2 separate regions of the Sus scrofa genome follow, and region 1 is linked to region 2. The links are chromatin contacts, called in public Hi-C maps. All regions are on one chromosome and are shown on one strand. The core of a region is the stretch at or near the end of the contact, and the rest is flanking DNA. Distances in the headings are between cores, read along the strand shown. Region 1 holds the start of GPANK1 (G-patch domain and ankyrin repeats 1). Region 2 holds the start of C7H6orf136 (chromosome 7 open reading frame, human C6orf136).

The links. Hi-C and Micro-C count contacts between places; a contact is called where the count stands out from the background.
Region 1: a Hi-C map of liver shows a contact between it and region 2, with 11 times the contacts expected there. The contact joins the promoter of GPANK1 here to the promoter of C7H6orf136 in region 2. A contact is called at or near these places in 1 of 47 Hi-C or Micro-C datasets (liver) and 1 of 2 datasets of contacts at active chromatin or transcription factors (skeletal muscle).

Annotation. Positions count from the first base shown.
Region 1 is chr7:23,778,915-23,782,134 of Sscrofa11.1, reverse strand. GPANK1 (G-patch domain and ankyrin repeats 1) reads left to right here and starts at 1,789. Exons shown (of 3, transcript NM_001145383.1): 1 at 1,789-2,314; 2 at 2,808-3,220. The coding sequence starts at 2,897. It overlaps CSNK2B (casein kinase 2 beta), which reads right to left and starts at 941. Exons shown (of 7, transcript NM_001145377.2): 1 at 933-941; 2 at 249-331. The coding sequence starts at 320.
Region 2 is chr7:23,183,828-23,187,303 of Sscrofa11.1, reverse strand. It overlaps C7H6orf136 (chromosome 7 open reading frame, human C6orf136), which reads right to left and starts at 1,574. Exons shown (of 6, transcript NM_001243459.1): 1 at 1,406-1,574; 2 at 1-116. The coding sequence starts at 1,477. It also overlaps a transcript of ATAT1 not described here.

The DNA.
Region 1 (3,220 bases), core at 540-3,039, 590 kb before region 2:
ACTGTGGTAATAAAAACATGGGTTGATGAGTCCAACATTACATTGCTGGAGGGTGGCAGGGTCAACCTGAGGCCCAGTCTTGCCTTCAGTATGAGTTAGTGAGAGAATTACTAAGGAGACTCTTTCTTAACGTGAAAGGGTTTTTACGGAAGACTGTAAAACAAGTATCTAGAAACTGAATATATACTATGCGAGAGAATGCCTGGCCAGATTATATGTGGAAAGGGACAAGGAGGTTAAGAACTCACTTCACAGAAGAATTCATTGCCACGGAGCCCACAGAACCAGGAAATCCAGGACACCTCCTCTGAGCTGCTCATCTTCACTTCAGCTAGAAAAAGAAGAGTGTCAGCCTAAGCTCTCCTCCCTGCCTCTGATATCCTCCCTCTTCCCACACTTTGCCCTCCAACCACAGAAGAATTTAGGGCCACCCTTTCTTAAAGGATCCTAGACTGGAGCAGTTCTCTCCAGCTCCTCCTATTCACACCTCAACCCCTTTTTTCAGAGACAGGAAATTCTCTGGGGTCCCAACACTTGTGTGTAACCGGCAGGTCTTGACCCATTAGTCCTATCCACATCCCTAACGCTCCCCAAGGCCAGGCCCCTCTCTCCTCTATGTCAACTCCAGCAGGGCCTGCGGCTCAGATTCCCTACCCCCGCAAGTCTCCGTTTGTCCCCGGCCCCATTCCCAAGGTTTCCGAAGTTTCTTTCCAGGCAAGAGCTAAGCTCCTCTTTTTCTCAAAGTCTGGGGATGGCAGTTAGGTCCCTTTCACGGGAGTCTCCTTATCCCGCCTCCATCCTTCAGACCACCCCCTCCTTCCTTCGGTCCCGGACCTGGTCACTTCCTTCCCCACCCCCACATCAAGGCACGGAGACCCCTTGTGCCGCGCCCAGGAACAGGGGACGCGGCGCGGCAACGACCTCAGACTCACCGGCTGGACGGGGACTGGGACCGGGGGGGCGGGGAGGGGAGGGGAGTTTCTGCTTCCAAGGAACCGCGGCGACGGCTACAACGCAGGCCGCGGATCCAACCGCGGCAGGCGAAGTGGGGCGGGGGGAGTGGAAACTGGGGAGGGTGGGGAAGAGGGCAACGCGCAAGCGCTTAAAATCGTGCGCCGCGGTGAACGCCGGGAGATGGAGTCCTCGGAAGCTAGAAACTGGCGCAACTGAGAAAGGGCGAACTACGAATCCCAGGACGACCCGCCCACGACCCTGGTGTCGCGAGGCCCCTGAGGGAAACGCTCCGGGGCGGGGCGTAGGGAGCCGCCACCGGAAGCGGAAACGCAGTACCGTGTTCTGGGCCAGGGAGCCTGGGAAATATAGTCGAGTGATCTTATCACCGTGGGGCTGAGAGGGGGCGGGGAAAGGAACAAGACAGGCTGGATCATTTACTGCCGCTCCCTCTCACACAACGAGCCTCAGGCGTGCGGCCCTGCTACCCAGACCATTGACCTCATCACCGACCAGCTGCCTGGCCCTTATCGCTTGTGGAGCCCCCCTGTCCGAGTCAGCCTGCCAAGGAGACCCTCAACGGGGCCCATATTTCACTCAAGGGTTTGATCTCCTGAGGTGGGAGGTGAGGCCGGGTTCCGCGCTGAGGGACCTGGGTAGGGTGTGCTGGCTGAGCTGAGAGGTGTGAGAATCGGGAAGGTCCCGTGCGCTAACCTGAGGTGGCGCCAGCCATTCTGTTGCTCGTCCCCTTGCACTTCTCCATTTCCTTTTAAGGCTTGAACAGGGCCTTCTGCTGCGGGTGCTAAGTGCGACCTTCCAACCCTGGTCAGATTAATGGTGAGGGGCTGCGTGACTATTTCATTTCACGGCTTCTGGGCATTCTCCGCCTCAGGGCCTTTCTTAACCCAGAGGGTGGTTTCCCAGGTCCAGAAAATGAGCTTGGAGCGGGGGCCACGTTGAGGGAGGCGAAGAGCATTGTGGGGGCGTTAGGTAAAAGCAGGACCCCAACCGACAGATATTTCTCGATCCTCGCGCTACCAGGGCACGTGGCGTTTTGCGCTTGTGTTATTGGAAAGATTCCAGGGCGGGAAATAGCCCGGAGCAGCGCGCCTGCGTGCTCCAGTATTGTTTTTGTTTGTCCCCCGCCCGCTCCCCATTCAGCTGCGCATGCGGCTTTGACTGTGGACGCCTTTGCTTAGAGTAGCGCCATTTTGCAGTACGGAAGCTGCAAAGCAACGAGTGGAACCTCCCCGCGAATCGGCTTCCTGCTTCCGGACAAATGTCAAGTCTGTTTTTGTTTAAGAATACCCCGAAATAGGATCCAGGAAGATTTAAAGAGCCAGGCTGATTGTTTTCCTTAATGGTATGTCCCGCGCAGTTGTAAAGTAGTTTCAGAGAAAGGCTGTTATTATTGATGGTGAGGATGGAGTGGGGGCAGAGCACAGGACTTCTGGGCAACTGTCTTACAGAGTCTACTTTGTTAACCTTTACTAAGGGGCATGGTCTGTTACCATAGGGTTTCCTATTTTTACACAATCCGTGGTCCTCGGGGTTCACTTTCCGCGTAGGAGGGTTTTTGTTTGTTTTTGTCTTTAGGGCTGCACCGGTGGCATATGGAGGCTCCCAGGCTAGAAATGGAATTGGAGCTACAGCTGCTGGCCTACACCACAGCCACAGCAACGCAGGATCCAGCCGTGTCTGCAACCTACACCACAGCTCACAGCAACGCCGGATCCTTAACCCACTGATCTGAGGCCAGGGATCGAATCTAATCAGGTTTGTTAACCACTGAGCCACGAAGGGAACTCCCGGGAGGGGATTTTTGATTCTAAGGATACTTGTTTTTATCCCAGCAGGTGTCTGTAGGTGATTCTGGTCATTGCAGGACCATCTGGGACTTGGCTTCCCCCTGCCTAATCTCATTTTCCCAACTCTCCCCAAAGCCATGTCCGGGTCCTCCCTCATTAACTTTACCCCAGCCACTGACCCCAGTGATCTCTGGAAAGATGGGCAACTGCAGTCACACCCTGAAGAGCTGGAGCCCACCCTGGATGGGGCTGCAGCCCGGGCTTTCTATGAAGCTTTGATTGGGGACGAGGACAGCACCCCTGAGCCCCAGAGATCTCAGCCTGAGCCTGCTAGAAAGAGGAAGAAAAGACGAACGATGAGGGAGACTACAGCAGGAGCATCAGGAGAAGATGGACAAAGGAGATCCCTTGAGGCAGAGGACAAGATGACCCAGCAGATACTGAGGGCAGCCCAGGAGGGG
Region 2 (3,476 bases), core at 325-2,824:
TGGGTGGGAGGGCGTGGCGGTGGGGGAGACCAGAGAAGAGGCAAAGATGGAGAAATGGTTGTGGTGGAGTGGGGCCAAAGGGGTGGGAATGGTAGAGCCCTTGGAGAAAGCTGGTCCTAGGGAGGAGAAAAAAAGGGAGAAAGATAAAAATGCAGCTACATAATGCCCCTCCATCCAAACTGCCCGTTAACACGCTTCCGATCCCACTTGCTCTTCCTGACACGAGATGGAATTACTAGAGGAAAAATTCATCTCCATCTCTACTTAAGAGGAAACACTTTCTTGTGACAAAAGTACAAATGCCTCTCCCAAACATTAGCAATTAACTTTAGATTTAAGATTTCAACATTATTTGGGGGCAAGTTTGCCTCTCTCAAATGTGCAAGAATCCACATTTGAAGAATGACCAAATGAATGAATTAACAGGTCTCATAGATAAAATGATGTGGCCTGTAACACAGCTCCACGAGTGTGTGAGGCAGATGTATAGAGAAAAGAACATCCAACTGGAACTAGGAGACTTGAGTTCCAATTCTGTATGCAACCTTCAGGCACTCTCATTCCCTAAGCCTGAGTTTCCATTAAATGTCCTATAAACGAGAACTGTGAAGCCACAGAGTTATTATGAGGACTATATGAGATAATAAATATAAATAAAACTGCCTCCTGTAAAGCAATATATAAATGTAAGCTCATCATCTGGGCTCCTCTAATGACACGGAAAAGCCCAGGAGACTGTTAAAGGCTGGATGGACCTGGTTTACTGACGGTGAAACATCAATAAGGGGGAGGTTACCCCAAATCAGGCCTAAGCTCCCAAGAAAACCTCTAGGGGTCTCATTATCTAGGGGGGGACGGGCGGGCCGCGCAGGTACCTCCGTCCCCGACCGTGTCCCGGTGGCGCCGTCTCCGCCGGGGGCGTGGCCATCTTGCCCGCCCAGGCGCAGGGGCCTGAACCGGGTCCACCTGGGCCGGCCTTCCCGCCGGGACCGCTATCCGGGTGCAAGATGCGCGGGCTGCACAGCGCGGCCCGCAGGTCCGTCTGGTCGGCTCCTGGGCGGCAACGCGAACCTCTCCGCCCCCTGCCCTTCAAATCACCTCCAGACACAGGTAACCGCAGAGACGCGGGCGAAATGCGGACGAGCCCCGCCGCCCCAGCTTCAACCCCGCCTGCCTCCGCAGACCCGGGAAAACGCGCAGCCCATTGCGCATCAGGGCTGGCGACGCCAACCTCGCGTCCCCGCGACCCCTCGCCCCTCCACGCGCCGCTGGGCACAGGTGGGAAGGAATAGTGGGACGTCACCGCGCCTGCGCAGAACGGGACGCGCGCTCCGCCCCGGCTCTGAGGAGGGTCTCTCCCCGCCCCCTCCTCTCCCCTCCCCTCCCGCTTCCTCTCTGCTCTCACCTGGGGACGAGCCTGATAGGCACGGAGGCAGGAGCCGAGACGCCGGGCCGCCCCCCGGCTGGGCTGGTACATGATCTTCCGGGAGTGGAGAGAGCGCCTCTGGTGTCCGGTCTCCGGCCTCCTCACAGGGGTGAGCGCGCCCCGGAGCCGGCTTCTTGAAGGGGAAAGGAGGGGGGGTGAGGGACTGAGGGGAGGGAAACCGAGATGTTGCGCGCTTGCGCACTGCGGCGGGTTCCAGGGAGGCGGTGAGGCGCTGATCTGCAGTAAGTGCGCCTGCGCTAGCCGGATCGGAGGCTGCCTCAAGAGCGCTTGCGCAGTGGATTAGCGGCCTTGAGCAAGGCTCTCACCTGCGGCGCTTGCGCAAAAGTCGGAGATGATGGGGCTGAGCAGGGTGTGCCACGAATGAGGGGTGGGTTTGAAATAATGACAGTCGCATTTTTCATTAACTCTTGTGATAAAAATAAATACTTTATTTCTGTGGTTAAAAATAAGATACAAATGACTTGGCACTGATAAGAACGCCTGTCCAATGAATGAAAGGATGGATATATCCACTGTGAGGGTAAGCTTTGGCTACGTCCTGTGTGTGAGAGAGAAATAATACTGACTTTAAAGGTGTGAGAGGGAGCTGTGGTCACCAAGGCCTGGTACTGCGACTTTCCTGCAAGTTTCGAATGAACCTGGCGTTGAACATGTCCCCACCCATTGTCCAGGACCGGGCTGGTGGAGCCTGGGCCTGTGGAGGAACTGTGTGCAAGGGTTCTTCCCCAGACCCATCCTGTGACAAGACCTGCTCCTCACTGGCAGACCTAGTAGGCGGGGAGGGAGATAGAGAGTGGGTTACCGGGGTACACAGTGAGAATTAATATCACAGCTTCTTCAAAGTCTGTCGGTCTAGTGTAAAGGACATGTGATGGGGTATGAGGCTGGAACCATTAGTGCTATGTCCCAACTTGAAACCCCTCAGAGAACGCCAAAGGGAAGCAGTGAAGTTGAACCTAGGGGGAAAGAGGCTTGTAGGATGTTAGGTCAAAGGCTTTGTGGGAGGAACTGATACTCAATTCAGAGTGAGATTTAGGAGGAAGCAGCCGAGAGTGATGTTGGGAAAGAAGTCTGAGGCGGTGGGAGGCTGGTAGGGGAGGGGCTCAGACCTCACCTATTCTCTGTTTCCTGCTCCCCCTGCTTCAGTTCTTGGCTGCCTGTGGAAATACCAGGCATGTGTATGGGAAGTCTGGAGGAGGTTGTGAATATGGCCTTGATTTGAGGGTAAGAAGATGAGTAACTTACCTGTATTGGGGGGTGAGGAATTCACCTGCCCATGGCGGCTATAACAGCAGCTTTGGGCTACCAGCCCTGGGGGAGTCCCCCTGTAGAAGAAATGTGAGATGATGGGGAAGAGGGCCACAGGATGAAATATGGGTGGGTACGGAGGAATTAAGAGGAGAAGAATAAAAGCAACAGCATAGGAATAGAGGGAGGGGTGGTCATCATTCCTATGGGGCTTTAATCTAAGTTGTGTCCCAAAGAAGGGAAGGGAGCTCACTTTATACCCCAAGATTTCCTGGAGCAGTCCTGATTTGCTGCTTTTTTATTTCTGATTGAGGTAATGTGTTAAAAGTAAGGCTAAATGTGATCTAAATCATATCATAAAAACAGATACAAATATAGGCAAAAAAAATTTTGTTGGACCAGGTGCCCTGATGTTTGGTTTGGAAAACATGGTTACCTTAATTATCAGATACCTCAGCCGGAGGGAAACAGGGAGTGACAAGGATGAATTTAGGAGGACAAGGATTATCTTGAGAAAGAGATCCAAGGGTTTAGTGAGAGAGAGGCCAGGAAATCAGAGTGGGAACAGGAATCCAGGAAACAATTAGGGGACTGTTGTCAGGAGGCAATTAGTGGATTCCAGAGGCATTGGTAAATCTTAACATCTCAGCAAGGGCTAGCCTTGGGTAAAGGGTAGGAGTTATCAGGGAGAGCTAGAGGTTTCTGCAGAGGATGGAGCAGTAGATGTAGATGCCTGCAACAGTGGGATCCAGTGACTACAGTAGAAGAGACAGAATCTGCA